Linked DNA regions of Mus musculus: regions 1, 2, 3, 4, 6 and 7 are each linked to region 5. Evidence: chromatin contacts called from public Micro-C and promoter capture Hi-C data. All regions are on one chromosome and are shown on one strand. The core of a region is the stretch at or near the end of the contact, and the rest is flanking DNA. Distances in the headings are between cores, read along the strand shown. Region 1 holds the start of Slc9b1 (solute carrier family 9, subfamily B (NHA1, cation proton antiporter 1), member 1). Region 2 holds the start of Cenpe (centromere protein E). Region 3 holds the start of Mttp (microsomal triglyceride transfer protein). Region 4 holds the start of Metap1 (methionyl aminopeptidase 1). Region 5 holds the start of Ppp3ca (protein phosphatase 3, catalytic subunit, alpha isoform). Region 6 holds the start of Dapp1 (dual adaptor for phosphotyrosine and 3-phosphoinositides 1). Region 7 overlaps Slc9b1 (solute carrier family 9, subfamily B (NHA1, cation proton antiporter 1), member 1).

Region 1 (3,331 bases), core at 431-2,930, 1.3 Mb before region 5:
GAAAATATTTACATCCAGATATGCCAATGACGTGGTTATCAAATTGCAGTTGGATCATTTTCTTCTCATAGTGAGGTCGTGCTGTGCTCTGTGCCACTTAATTCTCCTTTAGATTTTTTTCCTGGGAGTCACAAATTTTTATTTTTTACTTTTGGTCCAGACTTAAGAACCCTTTCACAGTGATTTCTACTCACTAGGTAGGAGTTAACATTCCTGTGTAACATTTTCTCTGTGACAAAGGGAAGACGCTGGCCCCACTGCCTGAGCTGTCCTTATCTCTGAAGCATGGTCAGAGCACGGGGAAGGGACACAGCCTCATATGGACCACATGGGTAGAGACGTGTGGGTTCCAGAAAGAATGAGGAGGGAGGTATTTGTCAGGCCAAGGCTACAATATCCCCTGTGAACACTACTCATCCCAGGACTTTCTGCTCTGAGATTAGTTTTTTTTTTTTCTATTTCTCTATGTCACCTGTCCCTCATGGGGCTCCTGCTTGGCCTTTATCATTATACTCTCATTTCAAGTTTTAATTTATAAGTCTCTTCTGAGAGTTTGCAAACCAGGAGATTAAGGGCCCTGAGTGGAGTCTCTATGAGAAAGGACAGAATCTAATGGCTTATCTTACGGCCCTTCAATGATTATTTTTGCACTTTAAAATCTTTGTTTGCAGATTGGAGAGATGGCTCAGCGGTTAAGAGCACTGACTGCTCTTCCAAAGGTCCTGAGTTAAAATCCCAGCAACCACATGGTGGCTTACAACCATCCATAATGAGATCTGACACCCTCTTCTGGTGCTGTCTGAAGAGAGCTACAGTGTACTTAGATATAATGAATAAATCTTTAAAAAATTTTTTTTGTTTGCAAGTCTGCCTTCACACTAGAAATGTAATAATGTAGTTCCAGACCCCAATGAGGATGAACAGTAGACATAGTAAACATTGTTTCAAGTAAAGACTTTAGATGTTTCCTTCAATCTAAGTGTTTGTTTGTCTTTCTACAGGATTAACATTTCATTTTACATCATTTTCTCTTTACAGTGCCTTTCTGAATTCAAATACACACCTTGCCATCCACGATTATGGGAAATAGGTTTTGTTAGTTTAAAAAAAAACTATATAAATTCCCACATACAGCATATATTGTATAGCATGTTAAGTCTTGACTGTCATGTTTAGGACAATCACAATTACATGATGCTCTCAAATGTTTCGTTTTAACTATCAATTCGTGTTTGTAAATAACACTCTACCTGCTCTTCAGGGACGTGTGTTGGGTATTGACAGAGGGGAGTTGTTGGCACTGCCTAAGAATTCCTATGTAATTCGACTAACTAGAAAGATAAATAAATGAAAACAGTGATCGTTATAACCACTTGATCAAGAGTTATGTTTGAAGCCAATAATCCTAATATGGTGAAGCCACCTATAATCCCAGGCCTTGGGAGACTGAAGCAGGCTGCTTGTGAAACCTGTTTTAAAAACAAAACAAAATGAAAAGACATTGGCCTTGAAGTAGGACTAAAATATTAACATAAAATCCATGTGATTAAGCATTTGAGAGACCCTGCCACGTTTACTATGAAAAGAAAGAAAAAAAAAAAAAGTTCTTAGACAGGAAGTCCATTAAGAGCACCGCCCCGCCCCGCCCTTCTGCTTCCGGTAAATCCCAGCCCAGTTTCCGTCCTGGAGGTTGGGTCCTTGGCTCTCCTGACCTCCTGCACGCGACGACGGTTGCTGGTCCCTGAGCGGGTGAGAGTTGCTAAAGGAAGTGTAGGTACGCCCAGTTTTCTCCATTCTTCTGCTCCAGGCCCTTGGGTACCTTCCTGCTGTCACCTCCCTGTCCTTAGCCAAGGAAGGCCTCCTCCCTTCCCTTTAAGGGAGCGCTCTCACATGGCTCCATCGTACTGGAAGCCCTCTTCCATCTCTTCCTGGTTTCTTTCCTCCCTCAATGCAAGCCTCTGTTGTTTCCTTCTCTCAGCAGTTCTTGCAAATAAGAAAGAAGAGATCTTTCCATCACGACTGACAGCAAAATTAACCCACTGGGCAGATGGTATTTGTACAAATCGTGAATCCGGAGAGGTGAACCTTCACGTGCACCTGTAATTGCAGATGTGTTCCAGGATTGGTCTCTGATTTTCGGAAGGCTCTCATTCCTTCCCCCACACCCCTGACCAGGATTCCTCTTGGCTTTATCGCAGCGGACAAGCACTCAACACCAATGCTTTTTAAGGATTAAGGGCTGTAATTGCACACACAGTGTGTCAGACACTGCGCTCTCCTGAGTCCTGACCGTGCTCTGTGGTGGCGCTCTTCTTGGAATTCTTCCCTATTAAGATGCCATAAAAGCTTGTCACCTTTAGGTTTTAAAGTTCCCTGCTGAAACGTAAGATATCTTAAGACTGCAGACAAACTCCTGAAAGATGAGGTAGGTTAAGAAATTTTAATACCAGCAAAAAGAATGCTAAATAATTGTCCTTCTGTTGTTGTATGTTTAATAGTTAGAAACAGAGCCTGGTGACATGAATACTTTTTCATATAGTACCTCATACCCTGTGAAAGATCAGATTGGTTGATGGAGATATGCACTTAGCACCTAGGAAGGCCACCTGTCATTGTGCAACAGTACCGAAAAAGGACCCCAAAACAAAACAAAAAACCTTACTATTGCATGTGGGAAATTCATTTTCCATTTTCATTGTTACCATGCCTGTAAGAGGTACATACAGAAGCTAGGAAGATGTTGTACAAACAACATCTGTTGTACAAACAAAAGAAACTGAATTTGGAACCCTGTCACCTACATATGCCAGGCATCATGGGCTGTGTCTATAATCCTAGCACTGCCAGGATAAAGGCAGGTGGCCAGCCATTCTAACCAGTGGGTGAGCCCCTCAATGAGAGGCCCTGGCTCCAAAAAAGGTAGCAGCTGGAGAGATGCCTCAGTGAGCATGTAACATTTTCAGTGTAAGGATGAGGACCTGCAATTCAAAAATTGATTCAATCCTAGTAATCAGGGGAAAATTTATACACCATCATATCCTCTATCTACCTCAAACTACATTTAATTAATATAAGTGTGCCCATGTATGTGTATGTATGTATGTATGTGTGTGTGTGTGTGTGTGTGTGTGTGTGTATATATATATATATATATATATATATATATATATGCATATATATAAATTTCCCATCTGGGATAGCAGTGCTTTCCCCTGAGCTAACTGCAAGAGCAGGCACGAGAAGCCCTCTGTTTAAGTTATTGATTGGTGTTGACCAAGAGACTTCCAAAACACCACAGGCGATTGCTCTTGCCTGTGGTTGCATCCCAGAG
Region 2 (3,289 bases), core at 682-3,181, 1.5 Mb before region 5:
CTAAAGAATGCAATCGTTATGTTGCTATTTATTATGCACTGCCTGCTTCTTCCACAAGAGTGCCTTTCATGAGAAGCTCTCATGCTCACTAATGTCTTTTGTTCTCTCTACCCTGGGAGAGACAGAGATACTTGTGCGTATTACTACCGCTTCTAAAAGAATAAGAAGCCACATATACTCTGCTGTAGTCATGCTTGTTGTTTTCTAAGCCTGGAAAAATATTCAACATTGTTGCAGGACATTTGATCACACTGAGAACCCCAAGATTGGGTTATTTACTGGAAAACATCTGTTTGTAGTTGTGGTGTGGGTCAGCCCTAGCACACACCTTTGATCACAGCCATTTGGATTTACTTAGAACAGGACTATTAATGGAAAATAAGAGGAAGTCAGGAGGACGGATAGAGAGACGCACAGGAAATAGAAGGGAAATTGAGGGGTTTTTGAGAAGGAGAGCTTCCTTTTGGAACATCAGCTGAGGAGGAGGGTCAGCGGGGTGCTTCCTCTGACTCTCTGAGCTAGCAGGCTTTTATACCCAGCATCTGGCTCCCTAGGCTTCTTTGGTAAAATCAAACAATTGGTATCTGGGTTTGAAAAAAAAAAGCACAACATAAAACAGTTTCACAATGAATATCTCTTTTTCTGTACTGTTAGGAATTGAACAGAATGATGCAGGATTCCCCAGCTCCGGCCCCCTTTTCAGTTATTGTGAGACTGATTAAACTGCCCCCATTGGCCTTGAACCATCAAGCACCATCTCTTTCTCATTAGTGTATATTAATTGTACAAGACGTTTCATTTTGTTATGACATTTTCATACCTGAATATTACGTCCTTTTGTCAAATTCACCTCTTCTGCTACCCTCTCAGTCCCTCTCTTTTTCCTTCTAATAATTATCTCTTGATGAACAGCATAGATCATATAGTGGAATACAGTCAATCTTTAATAAATACTGCCTGCTATATAATGTTAGCAAAGACAGTGTGACAAAATCACAGCTGTGAAAATAATACTCTTGCTCTAAAAAATCCCTTCCTTGCCTCTGAGCCTTTAATGACATAACATTTCTTCCCCTTCATAAGTTTGTTCCCTACAGCTAAATATATATTTGCCCACTTTAAAAAAAAAAAAAAAAGTTAAAACAGGGCAGGGAAGATAGCTCAGTGAGTAAAGTCACTGGCTGCCAAGCTAAAGTTGAATCCCTAGAACCTAGTGGTAGGAGAGAACTGACATCCCCAAATTGTCCTTGGTTGCCTCCCTGAGGCTGAAGGTTAAGTCATTGTTGCCTGGAGACACCACATACTTCAGACTTGTCGGGAATTAGAAAATTCCAGCTGTTTCTGAGCTAGAAGCCTCGTCCCTAAGGCGTAGCTTTATTATTTTGGGAGCCTCTTGGATTACTCTAACCAACATGAAAAGAAGTGTTCCATGCCTAGTACTGGGGATTTCTCGGGTAATCCATGCTCTAGTGTGCAGCACTGTCATGTCCCCACAACATTTTCCCAGGTGTCAATGATTCTCTCCCTTACATGAGGCTCTTACACTCACCGTCCAGAGAAATGAAAGTTAAAGAAAAGAAACAACAACGCCTCAAAGCAGTTCCAAAAGAAAAGAAAATCTTCCTTTCCTGGCTGGGCAGTGAGTTCCCATTGGAGGCTTTAAAACAAAACGAAAGCTTTTTTTGGTTTGGTCTAGTCTGGAGTTCTTGTTTGTTTGTTTTTTAAGATTATAATTCTTTTGTTCTGCAGGCGTGACTCTAACACAAAACTTCTCTCCAGCTGAGTTCTGAGGCTCTCAGTTCCGGGATCTCTGAGTCTCCCCCGCCTTCCCCATCCATGGACTCGCCCCGCCTTTCCCCCCGCAACCCCCACTCGCCGCAGCACTTGGACTGTCCCGTGACGTCATGACGCTGCGCCACCCAATCCGCTGCAACCTTGAGGACATTTTAAACTTAAAGGCGGGGCGGCCCGGGAGCTCGGTCGGCGCCGTTGCTCTCCTTCGTTTCCCTTAGTCTGCAGCGGACAGGATGGCCGAGGAGGCTTCAGTGGCTGTCTGTGTTCGTGTGCGACCCCTCAACAGCAGGTAGGCGGCCTGGGGCGGCGTGGGGACCTGCGTCCCAGCCCGCGCTGCCCCGAGTCACACCGACACCCGGGTGCAGGACTCCGTTTCCCCGAAAACACGGTCCGACTGCGCGTAGTTCTGCTCAGGGGACACTGCCGTCCTCGCCTGATGGACGGAGACAGTGAATGTTCAGTAGTGGGAAAAGGTCGGGAATGCCAGAAAGAAAAGACAAGAGGGGGTTGATGAAGTCTACTGGGTTTGCTGGCTTCTGGCCTTCAGCTAGAGATGCTAAAGCTTGAGAAATTGGTATTAAACGGGTGGTCGATAGGCGAGATTCTCAAAATTGATTATTTCTTGCATTTAAGTTCCTTCCCTAATTTGGGAAAAAGCTGGCTCCTAGTTAGCATTAGCTGTTGACTTGACAGCCAGCTATATCTAAGGGAGTCTCCATTGGAGGACTACCTGGATGAAGTTGGCCAGTGGGCATGTCCTTGTGGTGGAATCTTAGTTCCTGGTTGATATGGGCAGTGCTTAGGCCAGTCTGGGTGGTTCCATTCTTACTCATGGAACTCAAGGCTGTGTAAGACAGCTACGTAGGCAAAACCCAGAGAGAGCAAGACAATAAACAATGTGCTTCATGAATTCTGCCTCCACTCCTGCTTGCGACCCTGCCCTGACTTTCCCTGGGGCTGGAAGTGTAGGCTGATATAAACCTTCTCCGTTCCAAGTTGCTTTTGATATAAACCTTTTCCACTCCAAGTTGCTTTTGGTCATGATATTTTATCACAGCAGCACAAAGCAAACTAAAACAGTATATCTATAGACATAAGCCGTTAACGATACACAGAAAAAAAAAAGAAAAACAAAACAAAACTGTGCAGAATGTTGAAAGAGCCACTGGGCCTTCAGAGACATGGGGTACCTGGTGTCAGGAAAACGCTAACACTACAGAATAGGTGGTTCATTGATGGATAGATCACAGAGATTCAACTTCCAGATTGCTTGACTGATGTGGTGTTTGGTACGAATAGGAATTTAGAGGAAGGTGGCACTGAAGAGATTAGTGGTGTCTGTCATGGTGGCACAGGCCTTTAACCCCAGCACTCAGAAGACAGAGGGAGGTGTATCTTAGTTGTAGACCAGCCTGGGCTACCTAGTGAGTTCCAGGCCAACAAGGTGAGACAATGTCTCAAAGTAAAGAACAGAAAGAGATTAGTGACATAGTTC
Region 3 (3,428 bases), core at 256-2,755, 1.5 Mb after region 5:
ACACACACACACACACACACACACACACACGGTGGAGGGGGAGAGAGAGAGAGGAAGAGAGAAAGAGAGAGAGAGAGAGAAATATTGAGACAAAGTTTGCTTTATGATCAAAAGTCACATTGGTCCCAAACAGATTTAAAGTGTGCGTGTGGTTATTTTATGTCCATCACTCAGAGGACACAGTACTAGAAGTTGATCCTACCATGACAGATTGCCTTTAGAGCGATTGGTCTTAACAGTATAACTTTTTATAAACTATAAAAAAGTGACATCTTTATACAAGGTTACAATGCAAAACCCAAAGACTTTATAAGCTGCTGGATCTATAGAGTTTACAAGCTGCTGGATCTATAGAGTTTACAAGCTGCTGGATCTATAGAAGGTTTCACAACAGCACAGCATTCCATACAACACTTTCAAACCACTCCTTGTGAAATCACTTTCCTCTAGGATTTTCCTGATGTCATTAATTCATATTTTAAAGTAACGTTTGCCTTAAAACAAAAATTGTTAACTAGGATCGCTATTTTTAAAGGACGTCTTCTTTCTTACATCCATATTACATCGCAGCTTTATTTTCCTTCACTCCCTGACTCAGGTTATGCTACTTCCTTTCAAAAGCAATGGGAGTCCATACAGGCTTTACCAGTTCATTCCTAATTCTTTGGTCATCAAATGCCTTCCTTTTATTGGGTCTGATTCTTCTTGTCCTTCCAGTGCTAAGCAACCAGACTGGGTTATTTTACAATTCAAATGAAGGAGCTGCCTTCTGTGTGTCTATCAGCAGGTAACATTAGCTCATAACTCTCTCCAAGAGTGAGAAACTGAAGCTAGAGACACACTGCTCTGGGGTGGAGGGTGGGGGGTGGCAGGGCTGAAATGAGAAAGGAATCTCTACTTTGGTAAAAGAGAGCAGGAAATTAAATTCTGTCTTCCTTTCCACCTTGTCACTTCCTCCCCCAGATATTCCAATCTTATATATTTTCAAAAATTGTATAGTTAGGAACTCTTTCAACACACACACACACACACACACAGAGAGAGAGAGAGAGAGAGAGAGAGAGAGATTAGGGAAAGGCAACGTAAACTTACCTTTAACGGAAGCAGAGTAGGAGGAGAAGAAGCAGAGAAAAAGCACTGCCAAGAGGATCATGCTGGCTCCCTCTGCCACATCCAGTCCCCGGGACTCACTGAGCAGTGGTGGCAGCCAGCAAGGAAGTGACCCTCTTCAGAACCGGCGACAACAGTGTTTATCTATAGGGGAAAGGTCAGATTCCAAACTCCAAAATCAGGACCTAAGTTCATGGAAGGGCTCACTATTAATGATTAAACGCAGGTGGGCTATAGTTTGTAGTCTCTCGCTTTTAAGAAATTTGTTTCAGTAGGGCAGTGGTGGCGCACGCCTTTAATCACAGCACTTGGGAGGCAGAGGCAGGTGGATTTCTGAGTGTGAGGCCAGCCTGGTCTACAAAGTGAGTTTCAGGACAGCCAGGGCTACACAGAGAAACCCTGTCTCAAAAAAAAAAAAAAAAAAAAAGAAAAGAAAATGTTTCATCCCAGAAGGAAAATCAAGGGAGTTTTTATCTTGTATTCCAAACTAAACCAGTGAACAGTCTTACATATGCAGAAAAGACGAAGTACTAAGAAGTCATGCCAACAAAACAAAACAAACTACAACAAAAAAACCTAGTTGTGATACTTTTCTGCTCAAGTACACAATCATCAGCAAACCTGGAGAATCCTATAATTTGTAAGGAAACGTGAGGTTCAATAAATCCCAACCTCGTTGAACCCTACTGAACCAGAATACATCTTCTATGATTATTTTTGAATTTTTATACTATCACCAACCATTACAAAGATGACTTCCAATTGCAGAATTTATCCTAAGTCATACCACCATTGATAAGGATAATGCTATGATTAGGCCTTTTATCCCTGAAGTACAGATCGTCGTCCTTATATGGGAGAGAAAAGTCAGGGTTGGGGCAGTCAGCATTTGACAGCATTAGTGTGTCAGTAGGCCAACTGAGGATACTAGAGTGGCCCTCTGTAAAGACAAGTGATGCCTGTTTCCCACATACCCAGGTTCCTAGAATGGGAAGCCAGAGTCCCGTTGTTCCTTCTGAGTTACAGTTCTCTCTTTCTCTCTTTCTTTCTCTCTTTCTTTCTCTCTTTCTTTCCCCTTCCTTCCTTCCTTCCTTCCTTCCTTCCTTCCTTTCTTTCTTTCTTTCTTTCTTTCTTTTTTTCTTTCTTTTTGGTTTTGGTTTTTCGAGACAGGGTTTCTCTGTGTAGCCCTGGCTGTCCTGGAACTCACTCTGTAAACCAAGCTGGCTTCGAACTCAGAAATCCTCTTGCCTCTGCCTCCCAAGTGCTGGGATTAAAGGAGGGTGCCACCACTGCCCAGCCTGAGTTACATTTCTAAGAAGAGATTCAGAGGACAAGTCCCAGTTCTCACCACTTTTGCAACAGTATGTTATCTAGGATACGTCTTTCAAGAGAATGCCCTCATATGTATAGCTCTGGCCACACTAAGTGACCCAGCTAACATTTGTCCCTGGAAGTCCTGATAGAAACATAAACACTTCTAAGGGGGGTGGGGGAGTCAAGTCGATTGGGTAGAAGAAAAAGGAAGTTTGGAAGTGAGGGTTATTGGGATATTGGTCTATGAGAATATTTATGGCCATGTTTGTTTTACATATAAAATGAATTCTTAAAGCAATCCTGGTTCCCCTGAAAATCTGCCACTCCCCTAACCTTGAGTTTAAGTCTTTTAGACAATTTAGATTAAAGATAGCAAGCAATAGAGCTACAAAATAAAAAGTAAAAGTTAAAAAAAAATGTCCTTTGAAGTGTGTTTTCCTATGCAAAATTGAAAGGTGAAAATTACCTTAACCTCCTCTTGAGAGCAGAACTTCATTTGCTATTACCAGTTTTCCTGGGGCCAGACAGGAAAGGGCGTGCTCACAAAACAAACAAACAAGCAAACAAACAAACTTCCAAAAACCCAAACCTTTACAGAAATGATTTTGTGGATACCGGGTGGCCATATACAATGCACATACAATGTAATGTGAAAATGCCTGTCCCTTGCTTTTGGTTTAGTTGCTGTTGTTGTTACTATAGTTTATTTTTTGAGATGGCACTGGCTAACCTGGAAGTCGCGGTGCAAAACAGGATGGCTTTCACTCACAGTGATCCTCCTGCCTCATCTCCCAAGTTCTGGGATTAAACACATGTTCCCCCAATGTCTATCATTGCTTTCACTTTCACAGATTCCCACAATGCTACATAGGTGGACAAAGAAAGCCCTCATGGTCACCGAGGCTTACACACATATTTATTACAATAAAGAACTATTTTGTGTCTTACCCCAGTGTCTAAGAGCTACCTTGCATTTTCATCTCAGAGTCACACTCGGAGTCACA
Region 4 (3,318 bases), core at 256-2,755, 1.8 Mb after region 5:
AAAGTGATGTCAGCAAGGTCAAGGGTCATATACTCTCTAAAGGCAAGATCATACAATAGTGAAGGACTCTTGCAATGGTTTACTACAATTGCTAAGGCTTTTAATCATTGGCTTCATCTTATTTTATCTTTCCATCTATTTTATCTTAGAAAATAGTTGGTTTTGCTATTTTCATATAACTATTCTTCCCCCCACCCCACCCCCGCCCCCACCCCAGAACCCTGGCCGTCCTGGAACTTGCTTGTACACCAGGCTGACCTAGAACTGACAGATTTGCCTGCCTGACTCCCAAGTGCTGCGATTAAAGGCATGTATCACTTACCACTGGTGACATAATTATTCTTCTTCAACTTTATCTAGATACCAGCATTAAATTGTAGTGGAATCCTTTAAAAAACAAAACGTCTCTAAATGATAGGGCTACAGGGTCTTCCTTAATTTCATTGTCAGCACAATCTTGTACAATACAGAATGAAAGGTACCCTCATTCTCTCTGTATAGAGTAACACTGAAACTGGGGAACTTAAGTAATTTCACTTACTCAAGCTCTCAGAAAAACTAGCATGCCAAGGTCTTTGGCCTATTAACTCCCCTCTCCCAGGAACCTGTCAGTTTATTACCAACGTACTTATATTCTTCTCCTCAACAAATTGTAACTAAGAGCCTAATAACCATCTACTACTTGCCTTGCCATTATTCTGAGTCTAGAAACGCGATGGGACACAAATACTGTTCAATAAATACACACTTCTGTCAGGGCCCCACTCAGTGCTAGGTTTGCTCAGTTGCACAAAAACTACGTCGGAGCCTTGAAGCACAACCCCTGCGGGACTGTCCTTTCTACTCCAGGAACTTCAGTAACAGAAGTGACTCATCTCTTTACCTTACCGGTTCTCAAATTAATAATCTGAGATGCCAACGGAAAAGAATGAATTACACCGACCTCTCTCCACGCCTACACTCAAAGTTACTTAAATGTCAAAGCGCGGTAGTAAAACACAAAAGAAGTGAGACTGAAACAGCTCTCCTCTACGGGAGACTGCAGCCACCCCCAGGCCCCGGCAGGTCGCTTCCGTCTCCGTCCGGGATTGCAGAGACACCGGAGAGAAGCCCCGGGAGCGCGGCCAGCGGCGTCCAGACCCGACCCCGGCTCGGCGGAGGTCTTGGGCTACCGGCTCCCGCGCGTCCCTACCTGCGCACACACCTGGCCGCCCACGGGACCGCGGAGGCCTGGCCCGAACCCGCCGCAGGTCAGCTTCCGCCCCCGAGAGCGCCGGCGGCCGGGCTCCCGGCTCCCGAGGCCCGGGCCGCTCGGAGGCCCGAGCGGGAGGCGACAAGGCCCAGAGGCGGAGGACCGGAGGGGCGCGGGGTGGGCGGCTACCTGCGAGCAGAAGTACGAGCCCTGGATGCCCAGCTTGATGCAGGTGGGACACTGGAGCTTGGCCTCGCTGCTGCAGCCGTCCGTCTCGCACACCCGCGTCTCCACCGCCGCCATGCTGCCTGGCTGCCGGAGGAGGGAGGAACCGCCACAGGGCGGGGAGAGGGACCCAGCCGGGGAGGAGCTCCGATGGCAGGCCTAGGCGCCGGACCGGGAGGACCAGGGCCCGCCCCTACGCAGCGCGCCCCCGCCCCCCTCCGCGCACGCGCGGCCAGGGCCCCGCCCCTTAGCGCGCGCTCACCTGCTGCCCCGCCCCTCCCTCCGGTTCGGCCGACCCCCCGCCCTGACAGCCACGCCCTCTCCGCGCACGCGTAGTGGCGACCCGCCCGGCAGCCTTTACGCCGCCTCCCCTGCCCCGCCCCAAGGCTTGCGGTGGCGGCGACGCCACGTGGGGTCAGCGGAGATCCTACACCCCATGACGTTGGGACCCCGAGCGTGAAATTCTTGAGCCTTCGGTGTTTCATTCACTCGCAGGTGGTTGGGAAGGGCGTGGATTCCTCAGTTTGGTTCGCCGGGAGCTTCTTGGGGACTAATTCCCTTTTCTGAGTTCCGCTTCTCTCTGCCAGTGTTCTCCTCAAAATAAAAAAGAAAGAAAAAATTACGCTCATTCTTAAAAAAATATCAATGGACCGAGATGGGACTGAAATACGCTCTTCCTCATGTCTTTCCACACCCCGCTATTGAAATACATAGCGCTAGTAGCTGCCAGATAGTTCAATATCGATGATTTAAAATATATATATATTATCTGATTTTATAGTTTGAGCGAATTCCACCAATCAAGAATTGAGGGGGGTTAGCCGGGTAGTGGTAGCGCATGCCAAACTTTAAACCTAGCACTCAGATCTAGAGGCAGGCAGATCTCTCTGAGTTGGAGGCCAGCCTGGTCTACAGAGTAAGTTCTTGGATAGCCAGGGTTACCCATAGAAACCCTGTCTCAGAAAACAAACCAAAAGAGAAAAGAAAAGAAATGCGAGAATTAAAAGGCTCTAGAGTTTATCAGATACAACCCGGTAGCCTAAATCTTTCAAACACATAATCAGTAGACAACAACTGCCGTTTTCTATTTTTTTTTTTTGTTTGTTTGTTGCTAGAGGAATGCTGTGACTTTTAAAAAAATCTTTTCCACCTTAATACACCAGAAAAGCTCATGTTTTCTTGAATAACTTTTCCTGTATAACCAACCACTGTAAACTTTTAATAAAAATGTATACATTTAAGAAAATTAGTGACTGCATATGTGTATATGTTTGTATATGACATCTAACTGTATAAATCCCAGCTTCCTAAACTGTGGCTCTCAACTTCTAAATATGGAGTAACAAAATTTTTGGCAATAGTAAGCAGTTTTTGACAGCCTAACAACCAAAAGTTATTTCAGAATTAAACGCAACACTCAGCATGTGCATTGGACTTCTCTGCAGTCTGATCCTGCATCCACTGCACGTACACTCTGTATTGCGGGTGCTGTCACATAGGCAGTGACAAACACATCCTGGTTTCTTTACAGAAGACAGAGACATCTAGTATTCTTCTGTCATTCTTCATTATGTATCCAATCAGGTTGTCTTTGGATTGAGTTAGCCTCAATAGCAGCAATCCTATAGTGGCTAGAACTCTGCATAGAGAATTGAATATTTGCGTCCAGGCATTGCTGTTTTGAGTTACTGACTTTAATTTCATTTTGAAAAAGTTATTAAGTGGTCTTTGGTTTGGATTGAACAGAATTTCCAACAATTTTTTAAACAGACAAAAAGAGACTTCTGCTATTTGAACCATGAGAAACAGCGTTCTCAACATTGACAACTATAAATCAAGATACTAATCAAACCGGGCGTGGTGGCACACGCCTTTAATCCCAGCACTCAGGAGGCAGAGGC
Region 5 (3,636 bases), core at 493-2,992:
CAGCTTCCCAAATCTGCCTTGGCAACTAGCTCTGCTCTAGCCCAGGAGGCTGTTTGCAACAACCCCTAACTGAGGAGATTACAGAGTCCTCTTGTAGATAATTTCATGTTCCCTGAAAATTCCACTGGGCTATATAGATCTTATTGAAAGCAAGGACCCTAGAGGTGGCAAATTTAGCAGCAGAAATCTGGCCACGAGGGCAGCCTCCCTTTGCGGATGGGATGTGACCATCCACTCCATCTCTCCTTTTGACTGGCAGGCTAGCCTTCTCACATCCTCTGTCCTAAAATCCTTGAGGCTACCTAGTTGTCATGCCCCAGAGCCACCAATTTGCTATTAAATTTGTATTTTTTTGGACTTGAGTTTCATCTAATCCCTGTGGCCAGATCAGTTCTCCTGGCTCCATCTCCTAGCTTCCTAAACTCCCCCCCCCGCCCCCTCCCAAGACAGTCCTGGCTGTCCTGGGACTCAGTCTGTAGACCAGACTGGCCTGGAACTTACAGAGCTCCTCCTGCCTCTGCCTCCCAGATGCTGGGACTAATGGAGTGTGCCTCCAGCAGCTTCCCACACCTTTTTGTAGGCCCTTTATTAAGCTTACAGTCCAATTCAGGAAATACGAAAACCCTGATACTGAAGGAATTTGAAAATAAAACAGGAAGGACAAGGGTGAGAAATTTATTCAGCTCTCTTCATAATTTCCTTGCTGGTCCTTGGGGTTGTGGTAGGCCAGGGGGAGGGCTGTGCCCAGAAGATATTTTGTTTGTTTGTTTGTTTGTTTTTTCGAGGCAGGGTTTCTCGGTATAGCTCTAGCTGTCCTGGAACTCAGGAGGCAGAAGATATTTTGAAGAGCATTTCATACACGGTCCCTTATTTTCCTTCTTATGAGGGACTTGTGAGAAACTGCAACAAGCCAAGGCCCTACATGCATCTTGATCACTGAGTGACTGACTGGAAGGAACAGGAAGAAATTTAGTGTCACCTATCGCCACCAGTGACTGCTAGCTCCTGTGAACAGGGAAAAGGCGACCTCTCCCGAGTCTTTCTGACTCCTCTTATCTCCTAGGGCATCCAGGGTCACTGAGCACAGCCAGGGTCGCATAGGCTCCAGTCTGTTCCCATCCACCTTGGATAGCTAGCCAGCCAGCCACCGCGTCCCGCAGCGCCCCAAACACACTTTCGTTTCTTCCCGTGAAGTTGTGCACGCGTCCTAACCACCCCACCATCAGTAATCCCCGTCCACCTAGCTCAGGCAGAGCTGCCTCCCCAAGGTAAGCTGTTTACTCGTCGCCTTCCTTGGCGATCCTCCCTGGACAGCTGCGGCAGCGACAGCAGCTGCGCCGCGGCCGGGAGCGTCCGGCGCTCCTCCTTCCTCGGTCTCCGAACTCACTACTGCGGGCCACTCACACACTCGGAGCGGCCGAGACCCACCCGGGAGTGTGTGCAGGACTTCGGGAGTGGGCAGGCGCGGGGGCACGCAGCAGCCCAGCTCCTCCCGGCCCCTACTCCCAGTCCAGCCTCCCTCCTCCCTGCCCACTCCAGTGACACTTGAGCGGTCACAGGGCGGTGGAGGCAGCAGGCCCACGGGACTGACTGGCACCCTGAAGAAAACAGAGCAGGGGGCGGGGCGGTCACCCAGACCACCGCCTTAGCGATGAGGGACGCGCTCTCCAGCCAATGAGCTTGCGAGGTGCAACGTGGGGCGGGCCCTAAGGCGGACCCCGAGGAGGAGGTGGCCAGGGCGCTGGAGGCGGGGGCGGTGAGGAGGAAGGGGAGGAGGCGGAGGCGGGCGCGGTGGTGGCGGCGGCCGGCGCGGCGGCGGAGGCGAGGTTGTGCCCCGGACTGTGTCCACCGAGCTCAGCGGCTGTTGCCTGTGCGTGGAGAAGCAGCGGCGCCGCGAGGCAGAGGAGGATCGCGGACGAGCGCGGCGGCGGGACGTCTACGGCTGCCGCGGCCCCGGCGGCGCCCGGCGACAATCGGCGTGGGGAAGCAGCGGCGGCCGCAGCGGCAGCCGCCTCTCCAGCACCGGGAAGCCGAGGCGCGGCTGGCGGCGCTGACATCCGCGGCCCTGCCTCTCCTCCCTCGCCCCCGGCCCTCCCCATGTGATCGGTCTTAATCCCGACCGTGTGCGCGCGTGGGGGCTCCATTGCGCGGCGCCCGGTGTCGGTGCCGGGGTGGGTGCTCGCGTGTGCTTCTCCTCCCCATCCCCCGCCCCGTCCCCAAGAATAAAAGAAGAACCGGGAGGCGTGCTCAGAAAATAAATAAATAACCAGCACACACGCGCAGCCCGGAGCGAGGCGGCGGGGCTGGCGGCGGCGGAGGAGGAGTGAAGGCGGCGGCGGCGGAGGAGGGACGCGCGGAGCCGGCAGTAACTTTCGAGCCAGCCCAGAGCCCAGAGCTCCAGCCGAGCGGTTTGCAGCGCGGCGGCGGCGGCGCTGAGTGTCTGGCCCGCCGGTGCGGTCGGGGTGTGCAGTCGGACGGGACGAGCAGCGCGTCGCTGTCCCCCCCTCCCGGTGGCTGGAGATGTCCGAGCCCAAGGCGATTGATCCCAAGTTGTCGACGACCGACAGGGTGGTGAAAGGTAAGCGCAGCGCCGCGTCGGCCCGGGGTGCACCGAGTGCCGCAGGCGACTGTCCTCCCCTCCCCCGCCCCGGTCGTCCCTCTCCGGCTAGCGCCGGGGACCTTCTAGGATCTCCTGCAAGAGGCGATCCCTTCCTTCGCCGCGCCCTGCCCCCACACCGCCCACCCGGCCCTAATCGGGGCATTTATTTTTATTTATGTATTTATTTGTTTGTTTTCGTGGACGGGGGGCAGCAGTTGGCAAATGGCTGAGTGGCTGGGAGGCGGTGGCGGGGGTGGCGGTGGCGGGAGGGGGCGCCCGGGGGGGGGGGTGACTGCTGGCAGGGTGTAGCTGCTGTGACAGAAATAGGAAGTGGGTGGCTGCTCGCGGGCTTGCATGGGATCGGGTTTATGGTTTGCTCTTTGTAGAGGGAGGGGAGGTGATTTATGGCTTTTAAAAAATTAATAGGGCATTTTAATGTGGCCATGGCTTGCCGCGGACTGGCTCGCCCCGGCACATTGCTCCAGGCGCTCCATTGCAGCAGTTCCCTGGGCGCCCCCTCCCCCTCCGCGGGAAGGGCCTGCACAGGACTCGCGAGAGAGCGGGAGAGCGTGGGGGGAGCCCAGCTCCGGCTGCCGCGCGCCGCGGGGGCGGGGGGACCGGGGCCGCGTGGGGGCAGCTCCAGGCGGGGGACGACCGGAGCCCCCGCTGCCGCCCCGGGATTTCCCCGCAGGCCTGGAGCGACGCGAGCGGTGGCGATCCTCTGTCGACCTCCCTTGCCACCCACGGCTGACTGCCGCCGACCTGTCATTGCTCTTAAAGGGTTCCCCGCTGGTGCACACCTTTAGGGTGGGAAGCTCACCGTGCTCCCTTCCCCCAAGCTCCTAGCACCCCCTTGGTTACGGGCTATTTGGTTGTCTTTATTGCTAGGGGTGATTTGTATGTGTATAACTGGCAGGGATGGCTCTGGGTTGCTGGCTAGGAGAAGCCAGGGGGATTCGTGGGGTGAGGAAGGGGACAACGTGGTTGCCCTTTCTATCCCCACCATCCTCACTGTATTCCAATGTGGAACGGGGAAG
Region 6 (3,617 bases), core at 795-3,294, 1.3 Mb after region 5:
CTTAGTCTGTCTAGCATGTAGAGAGAGTTGAAACCCACACTATAGAGCAGTTTCTTCAACAACTGAAGTTTGCATTGTTTCTGAGACCAAGTTCTGACATTCAAGAAAATGTTCAGGTCTTCTGAACTAAAGAGATCTGGATACAAACGTACCATTTATTCCGTGATAATAATAATAAGGGTCCCCGGACTTAGTACCAGACGTCTATTCTTTGCCTGGGAAGGGAAGCCTGTGGTTTACCTGCACTGCCTGTCCCCAGACACATGGTCAGGTATGTTTGTGTCCTGAGTGTGCTGACAATTCCAAAGCTTAGATCCTGCTTTCAGGATAGGATTTGTTTAATTAAAGAGACAGAGTTGAATATTTTCTGGATCTTTCTTCTCCTTTGGGTATCTTAACTTCAGAGGCTGGAGAGTGCAAAAAACACAGGTACAAACCTTGGGAGCTGGCCAGTAAGGTCGGCTCTGAACTGCTTGATTCTGGGCTGGATGCTCCCAGAGAGGCCCTTATTCTGTTTTTTTTATTTGAAGAGAAACGTGGAGAGTTTTTGGAGCTCTGAAGACCTCATAAGGAGTTTCCCTTATTGAAAATCCTAGCTGTCAATACCAAATGGCAGTACAGGTCCTTGGCTTTAAATTTAAACAGAGAATTATTGAGAGCTGCTTTTAGACTTTTTATTAATTATCATTACATGTGTGCATGGTGTGTGTGTGTGTGTGTGTGTGTGTGTGTGTACCCGTCTGACATATCATCTGTGTGGAGGTCTGCCGAGTGGGTCCCAGGACTCAATCTCAGGCTTAGCCAGGCTTAGCCGCAAGCACCTCTACTTGCTGTGCCAGCATAGTGCCGTGAGAAATTTTACAGTAACACAATATAAAATGATACAATCTCTAGTGTAAACAGAAATTTCAACCCATTCTCAGAGGAGGATGGGGCCTCTGGCAGGTAGCTGTCTCAGCTTTGTTATTTCACTGATGTGACCGATAAGATGGGGTTTAAAACCCTTTCGTGTTTATTGCCATCCTATGCAAGGTGACAGTATGTCTTTATGTCATTGGGTGATGAGGAATTCCAGCCACTTAGGTAGACAACAGGTCCAGAGTCCTCTCTCTTGGGAAACACAAGCGTGTAGGTGCAAGGCTTTGTCTCCAAGGAAACCTCCTTTCTTGTCTGAGTAGCCCTTTTTTCTTTACTAAATGTCCGGATGAGCTGTGTCATCAGGGTCCCTTCTGATGAACTCTGATGATGTCACCTAACCTAAACCTGTCTATCTGAAGCCAGGCTGTTGTTATCTTGTGTCTAAAGGCTATGAAAGAGCTCCCATTGCTGTGTGAGAAGGAGGCACCGTAGAAACATGATTGTCGTACAAACTTCCTCATTCTTTTTCTTTTGAAAAAAAAAAAAAATCCCTCTTACTCACAGCCGTGTAGTCTTTCTGTTTATGGAACCAGTGACACAGTTCACTGCCAAGAGGTGCACTCAGAGTTCTTCCACCTCACTTTAATGATAAACTAGCCCAGTATCAAAGAAACAGACGATTGTATGCACACTCCCCAGCTGCTGAAGGATGCCCAAAAGTTGATTTTTTTTTTATCACATTCTCTCAGTGTAACTGTTCTCACTTTTAGAAAAATATCTTACACTTTTACAATGAATCAGCGCCCCCAGAAGGAAGTTCCTACAGGTCAATTAAACTGGCCAGGTAGACGACCATCAGGTGGCAGTGGGAAGAGACTCGAATCCTGGAAACACTGGTCAGAGCGGCGATTTTTCAAGGAACTGGGAAGTTGTACTCATCGAAAAAGCGCTCTTACCCCAAATCCTGGAGCAGGTCTGTGCCTCCATCTGCTCTGCCCCACAGCTCTGAGGGATCCTGGGTACTCATGTTCCCTCCTAGAAGTTCTGCTCTGCCCATAAGTTCCTTTGCTTCTGATGGCTGACTCCCCGCCAGGTGCTGTATGAAGAGAGAGATGGGATCGGCTGCTGCTGGACGCGCTGCTCCTCCTCGCTAAGGCAGGAGCCGGCTGGGGCTGAGTCTCTGGCTAGCAAGGAAGTGAAACTTGGTTGCTCCTCCCACACTGCCTCTGCCACCGTGGGCCTGAGGCATAGGCAGGGGTGTTCTGTCAGTCAGGAAGTGTGCTAACTAACCCCTCTGGCAGCAGAGCACCTCAGTCACCACAACGTATTGTCAAGTTAGATTTTGCCAAAGAAAACAGAAGGACCACCCGCCCAACCAGGATGGGGCGATTAGGTCAAACTCTTTCTAGGAGTCCAAACTGTAGCTTCTCCTTACCAGGGTTTGCCTGTAGTTTGGGGGGGGGGGCGGGGAGGGGGCTATGTGCACGCGCACACCCACCTCACACAGCGGCACAAGGAACACCGAGGAAGCTTCGACGTCAGATACATCTTCTGAAGGGGTTAAAAAAATTATAGGTAAACAACCAGTCCTGCTCTAACCTACTTTGTTTCTGGTACTGGCTCAGGATTTCTTTCCAATATTCCCTTGAGGTTTCTGTAGGGGAACACTTGTTTCTCTTATGGAAGAAGGTTTGGGGGCAGAGGCTGTCGCCAACATGCCCAAAGACCTGGGTTCCATCCCCGCACCCCATAAGATCCTGTAATCCCAGCACTCTAGAGGTAGGGGCAGAAAAGTCAGAAGTTCAAGGCTATCCTCATCTACTTGGTGAATTTGAGTCCAGCCTGGGCTATGTGAGTCCCTGTTTAAAAAACAAACAAGGCAAAGGACTGAGTAAGAAGGCAGAAGAAAGTTAAAGAACAGCATCTGTCGGGGGTGTACCCAGTAGGCTGAGCTACGCTGTCCGGGGGTGTACCCAGTAGGCTGAGCTACGCTGTCCGGGGGTGTACCCAGTAGGCTGAGCTACGCTGTCCGGGGGTGTACCCAGTAGGCTGAGCTACGCTGTCCGGGGTGTACCCAGTAGGCTGAGCTACGTACGCTGTTCGGGGTGTACCCAGTAGGCTGAGCTACGCTGTCCGGGGTGTACCCAGTAGGCTGAACTACCCTGGATGCAGTGGTGTTTAGACTCATAAAGAGGAAATTCCATCTGCCTGGATGTGTATCAGTGGATGGATAAAGAGCTCTCTCTCTGCATGTTCCCCCTCCAATATCCCAAGATGAACTAGGGTTCATCTGAGGGCTGTTCCATTTGGTATCCTAAAGAGACTGATAGAACGAAGACCTTGTTCTACACAGGCTGCCAATGTCTCCTTAGGAACCGTCCTCTCTTCTGTTTCCCAATGGTTCCTGGGACTCTGGCTTTCTCTGGTGAGAAAGTCCTCAGTGCCTAGAGGCAGTCCTGGGGAGAAGCAGCTCTGAGAACACACATATAACGAACCGGCACACACTGGCTGCTATAGTTCTCTCAGACAGAGGAATATAAAGTGTCGGGCAGTGGTGGCGCATGCCTTTAATTCCAGCACTTGGGAGTCAGAGGCAAGTGGATTTCTGAGTTCGAGGCCAGCCTGGTTTACAGAGTGAGTTCCAGGACAGCCAGGGCTATACAGATAAATAAATAAATAAATAAATAAATAAACAAACAAACAAACCAACCAAACTTAAAAAAAAGATAAAGTGCACGTCAACAGAAAGGGGGCAGGGA
Region 7 (3,823 bases), core at 1,292-3,791, 1.3 Mb before region 5:
CATTAGATCTCATTTCAGATGGTTGTGAGCCACCATGTGGTTGCTGGGAATTAAATTCAAGACCTCTGGCGCAGTCAGTGCCCTTAACCACTGCACCACCTCACCTGACCCAGTTTACTAAGTTTTAAAAATGGCTTTAAGTTTCTGAAATGCAGCTAAATTTATACCCACAAAAAAAAAAAAAAACTTAAAAACCCTGAAGTGCAGTAATCTTTACATGCTATAATAACTAAAGCATACTTCTCTTTCCCCTAGGTTGGAATCCAAAAAATTGTTGCAAACACATGGAATGTTTTTCAGCCGCTTCTTTTTGGCTTAGTTGGAACAGAAGTATCTGTTGAATCTCTTGAATCAAAAACCATTGGTAAGACTGCATAGAGCACAGAGGTTGAAAATACAAGATCTTTACAATGATGACTGCTTTATTTTTGTTTATACCGTGTATTTGAGGAGCTTTAAAGACCCTCAGAGATGACAGTGAGCACATTTCCTCTTTCTTTCCCCCACCTTGTACATTTCTTTGTTTCAGTCAAAGGCAACCCTGTCTCCCACATGATCCCTAGGAAGAGTCTACAGGAAACACTAGACACTGTCAGGTGCTCCTGGTTGCATTCCTGTAAACACATTCCATCGAGTGAACAGAATGGCGTGTCTCAGTCCTTCTTCTCATGGTTCCCCTACCACGACCTCATCTAAGACTTTAGACAGAGCCTCCACAGAGGCTAGGGAGATGGCATGCTCGGTAAATTACTAGTCATGCCGTCCTTACGACTCTGCTTGATCCATCCCCAGCACCCACATCAGAAGCAGTCTCAGCCACCCTGGGAGGAGAGACAGGATCCCTGAGGCTTGCCAGTATAGTAAAGTAGTAAGTCTCACAGAGAAGCCATCCAGGGAGACAGGACAAACCTCAGGCTGAGCAAGTGCACACGCACACCCCGGCACACCCCTGCACCTCTACACACACACCCTACACCCCTCATCTTTGTTTTATACTCGTTATAATTACTATTTTAATTAAAAATAGATATAATGAAGCAACAGCCTCAAAATATTTTCAGAAATTTTAGAATTCAGAGAAATTCCTCTCTCATTGCAAAAATAGCTTTGTTTTTTACATTTGTTTATATGTGTTATAGGCATGTGCCTTGCTACCTTGGGTTTGGCACTATCTGTTCGAATTTTATCCACTTTTGTACTGATGTCTTTTGCTAACTTCCGTTTTAAGGAGAAAGTATTTATTGCTTTATCATGGATCCCTAAAGCTACAGTCCAGGTAGGAACATAAAAGTCATTATAATAATTTTAGTTTTGACAAGTTTTTAAAGTTCTAAATGAAAAATATTTCTCAAATCACAAATTATCCTCTAATTTACCTAACTTTTGTCATGTTTGGTTCCTTACATTTTCAAGCCCCGAGCTGGAGAGAATGTTCAAGGGGAAAGAGTGTTGCTACGCAAGTCTAGAAGCTGAATGTGGGTCCCCAGCACCTACATGAAAAAAGGCTTGGCTTCAGAGCCTGTGATCTCAGCACTGGGTGTGGAGAAGGAAGGGCAGGGGCAGAGGTGATACGAGGACTAATGTGGCTTGGCAGCCTCCAGCACATCGGTAAAACTTGTTTCCCAGGAATAAGGCAGAGAGTGACAGAAGAGAATGGCTGATGTCATCTGGCCTCCCCATGTGCGCAAACATTTATACACATGTTCACACACACTCATGCACACATACATGTATACACATGCACACACATACACACATGTAACACATGTACATATACTTACACACATGCACATGTTTATACACGCACATGTGTACACACATGTAACACATGTACACACATGCACACTTAATACAAAATTTTAAAAGGTTTATTTTAAAGCAATTACTCTGAAATTGAGAAGAAAATAACAATCTCTAAATTTTATGAAAATGCTTTCTTTTTCTACTTCCCTAAAGTATAAAATAAATCAAGGGTGTCGGGGCATATACTTTTATTCCACCCCTGGAAGGCAGAGGCAGGCAGATCACTGTAAGCTCCAGGACAGCCTGGTCTATGTGGCGAGTTCTAGGACTGCCAGGGCTGCATATATAGACCCTATCTTAAAACAAACAAAAAGTTTAAAATAAAATAAGTATATATCATAATATATGATTTTTTATTTTACTGGCTGCTACAGAGGTAAGTGTTATGACTCTGGAGACACACTGGTTTTCGTAAGTACATCTTTGCACATCCTGACACTCCCTCCAGCACACAAGCACATGCAGATATTTGTTTTTATGTTACATAACTGTCACTGCCAGGAAGGACAGAGAGTGTTTTTGGGGGTCATTTTACTTGTTTCCTTTTTCATTTCCCCTACTGCTTGTCATCATACCTGATAAAAAGTTGTCTTAGTTAAGGTTTCTGTCTATGACCAAAAGCAGCTCGAGGAGGAAAGGGTTATTTCATCTTGGACTTCGATGTCACAGACCTCATCATGGGAAGTCAGCACAGGAACTTGGGGCAGGGCCCAAAGCAAAGGTCATGGAGAATCAATGTTGCTTACTGGCTTGCTTTCCATAAATCATTCAAGACCACGGATGGATCCAAGGGTAGCAGCTCCCACAATGGGCTGGGCCCTCCCACATCAATCATTAATCAAGAAAATGCTGTGCAGACTTGCCCACAGGCGATCTGATAGCGACATTTTCTCAATTGAGGTTCTTCTTCCCAAACACTCTAACTTGTGTCAAGTTGAGAAACAAACCCCCTTGCCAGGACAGAGGTTACCGTGGTCTGCATGCCTACACAAACAAATGACTGAATTAATGAAGACTGTAGTTTTGTCATCCAATTCTGCAATAATTTCCTAATATAAAGCGGTATTGTTACTTATTGTTCAACTGTTAACATAGCAGCTTAAGACCTTGCTTTCCTGGGATTTTTTTTTCTTCTCCATTTTGCTGTTACAAAATTGAAGCTTGTACATTTCTGTGAAACCCAAAATGATTAGGATTAGAACTGAAGGCATTAAGGCCAGACTTGGTGTTGAATGCTCTGTTGCGTGCTCGGTCATTAGCTGGTTACTCCTTCATCTCTCAGCTCATTGATTTGCTCATTTTATATAAGGGCCTAGGACCATATTTACTAAAAGGTGGTGTGGTGGGAGTGGGTGAAAGAATTCCTGTAAAACTCTCAGCATAATTTCTGTCATATAGTGCTGATCCACGAGCAATATTATAGTTACTTTATCTTACCTTTAAGTCATAAACAGTAATAACCTGCTTTATTCTAGGAAACACTAGGTCTATAAAGAGAATGCCTCTCTGTCTGTCTGTTACACCCACTTCCAGTGATACATGGTGGGTTTGCACATTATTCGTCATTTCCTAAAGCAGGCAGAGTGAGAAGCAAGCAGTTGTGCAGAAGAGCCTCTCCCTACCCCACCCCCACCCCCAGTTTGCAGCTTGTTTACTCTGCTTCTCCTTGTCCCCTCTTCCTGGCATCTGGCCTACATTGTACTCTGTGCAAATTTTAAGAACTGGAAAAACCAATGTATCAATTTTTTTTCAAACTCAAGATCTTGCACATGGTAGGCAAGTGCTCTGCCACTAACTATCCCACCAGCCAACATTTTTACACAAGTAGAGGCATGTGTCCCACATATGAGTTAGAACAAATGTTTTCAATTTAACACTTCTGCCTGCTTCTCCCCTATTCTGATTTCTTCCAGATAGATTTGCTAGGAAGAATACACAATTAATGACTAAATGATACAAATTACCCTGGTTTTTTTCCTTCCAGTACTTTATCACTCAGTTTCATTGTGTGCATCTATAA

Evidence for each region. Promoter capture Hi-C pulls out the DNA fragments that hold promoters and counts their contacts. A called contact is a pair of places that touch in the nucleus more often than the background predicts. Capture Hi-C pulls out chosen DNA fragments and counts their contacts.
Region 1: a promoter capture Hi-C map of embryonic stem cells shows a contact between it and region 5, with 3 times the contacts expected there. The contact joins the promoter of Slc9b1 here to the promoter of Ppp3ca in region 5. A contact is called at or near these places in 1 of 39 promoter capture datasets (embryonic stem cells) and 1 of 115 datasets of contacts at active chromatin or transcription factors (pancreatic cancer cells).
Region 2: a contact with region 5 is called in a Micro-C map of embryonic stem cells, with 19 times the contacts expected there. The contact joins the promoter of Cenpe here to the promoter of Ppp3ca in region 5. A contact is called at or near these places in 3 of 39 promoter capture datasets (embryonic stem cells, liver and pre-B cells) and 2 of 484 Hi-C or Micro-C datasets (CD4 T cells and embryonic stem cells).
Region 3: a contact with region 5 is called in a promoter capture Hi-C map of liver, with 3 times the contacts expected there. The contact joins the promoter of Mttp here to the promoter of Ppp3ca in region 5.
Region 4: a contact with region 5 is called in a promoter capture Hi-C map of pre-B cells. The contact joins the promoter of Metap1 here to the promoter of Ppp3ca in region 5. A contact is called at or near these places in 4 of 39 promoter capture datasets (cranial neural crest, liver, maxillary cranial neural crest and 1 more).
Region 6: a promoter capture Hi-C map of liver shows a contact between it and region 5, with 3 times the contacts expected there. The contact joins the promoter of Dapp1 here to the promoter of Ppp3ca in region 5. A contact is called at or near these places in 2 of 39 promoter capture datasets (the HPC-7 cell line and liver), 6 of 115 datasets of contacts at active chromatin or transcription factors (embryonic forebrain, embryonic stem cells, large pre-B cells and 2 more) and 1 of 9 other capture datasets (liver).
Region 7: a promoter capture Hi-C map of liver shows a contact between it and region 5, with 4 times the contacts expected there. The contact joins the enhancer-like site here to the promoter of Ppp3ca in region 5. A contact is called at or near these places in 2 of 39 promoter capture datasets (liver and pre-B cells), 2 of 115 datasets of contacts at active chromatin or transcription factors (embryonic stem cells and stem cell-derived neural progenitor cells) and 1 of 9 other capture datasets (embryonic stem cells).

What each region holds. Positions count from the first base shown.
Region 1 is chr3:135,346,349-135,349,679 of GRCm38.p6, forward strand. Slc9b1 (solute carrier family 9, subfamily B (NHA1, cation proton antiporter 1), member 1) reads left to right here and starts at 1,681. Exons shown (of 13, transcript NM_028946.4): 1 at 1,681-1,774; 2 at 1,979-2,425. The coding sequence starts at 2,421.
Region 2 is chr3:135,210,632-135,213,920 of GRCm38.p6, forward strand. Cenpe (centromere protein E) reads left to right here and starts at 1,932. Exons shown (of 46, transcript NM_173762.4): 1 at 1,932-2,083. The coding sequence starts at 2,028.
Region 3 is chr3:138,130,148-138,133,575 of GRCm38.p6, forward strand. Mttp (microsomal triglyceride transfer protein) reads right to left here and starts at 1,506. Exons shown (of 18, transcript NM_008642.3): 1 at 1,093-1,506. The coding sequence starts at 1,153.
Region 4 is chr3:138,487,877-138,491,194 of GRCm38.p6, forward strand. Metap1 (methionyl aminopeptidase 1) reads right to left here and starts at 1,506. Exons shown (of 11, transcript NM_175224.4): 1 at 1,382-1,506. The coding sequence starts at 1,495. It overlaps Gm32553 (a long non-coding RNA gene), which reads right to left and starts at 185. Exons shown (of 2, transcript XR_001784010.2): 1 at 1-185.
Region 5 is chr3:136,668,324-136,671,959 of GRCm38.p6, forward strand. Ppp3ca (protein phosphatase 3, catalytic subunit, alpha isoform) reads left to right here and starts at 1,743. Exons shown (of 14, transcript NM_008913.5): 1 at 1,743-2,578. The coding sequence starts at 2,521.
Region 6 is chr3:137,979,505-137,983,121 of GRCm38.p6, forward strand. It overlaps Dapp1 (dual adaptor for phosphotyrosine and 3-phosphoinositides 1), which reads right to left and starts at 2,045. Exons shown (of 9, transcript NM_011932.3): 1 at 1,815-2,045. The coding sequence starts at 1,915. All of the region lies in intron 2 of Gm19708 (a long non-coding RNA gene), which reads left to right.
Region 7 is chr3:135,393,705-135,397,527 of GRCm38.p6, forward strand. Slc9b1 (solute carrier family 9, subfamily B (NHA1, cation proton antiporter 1), member 1) reads left to right here. Exons shown (of 13, transcript NM_028946.4): 11 at 256-364; 12 at 1,140-1,276. Among named protein-coding and RNA genes, the nearest start is that of Cisd2, 28 kb to the right of the region's middle. Within about 2 kb of position 2,542, at least 12 of the 459 cell types and tissues checked have an H3K27ac peak or open chromatin away from gene starts, as enhancers often do. A contact at or near this core is called in liver, where this site is marked.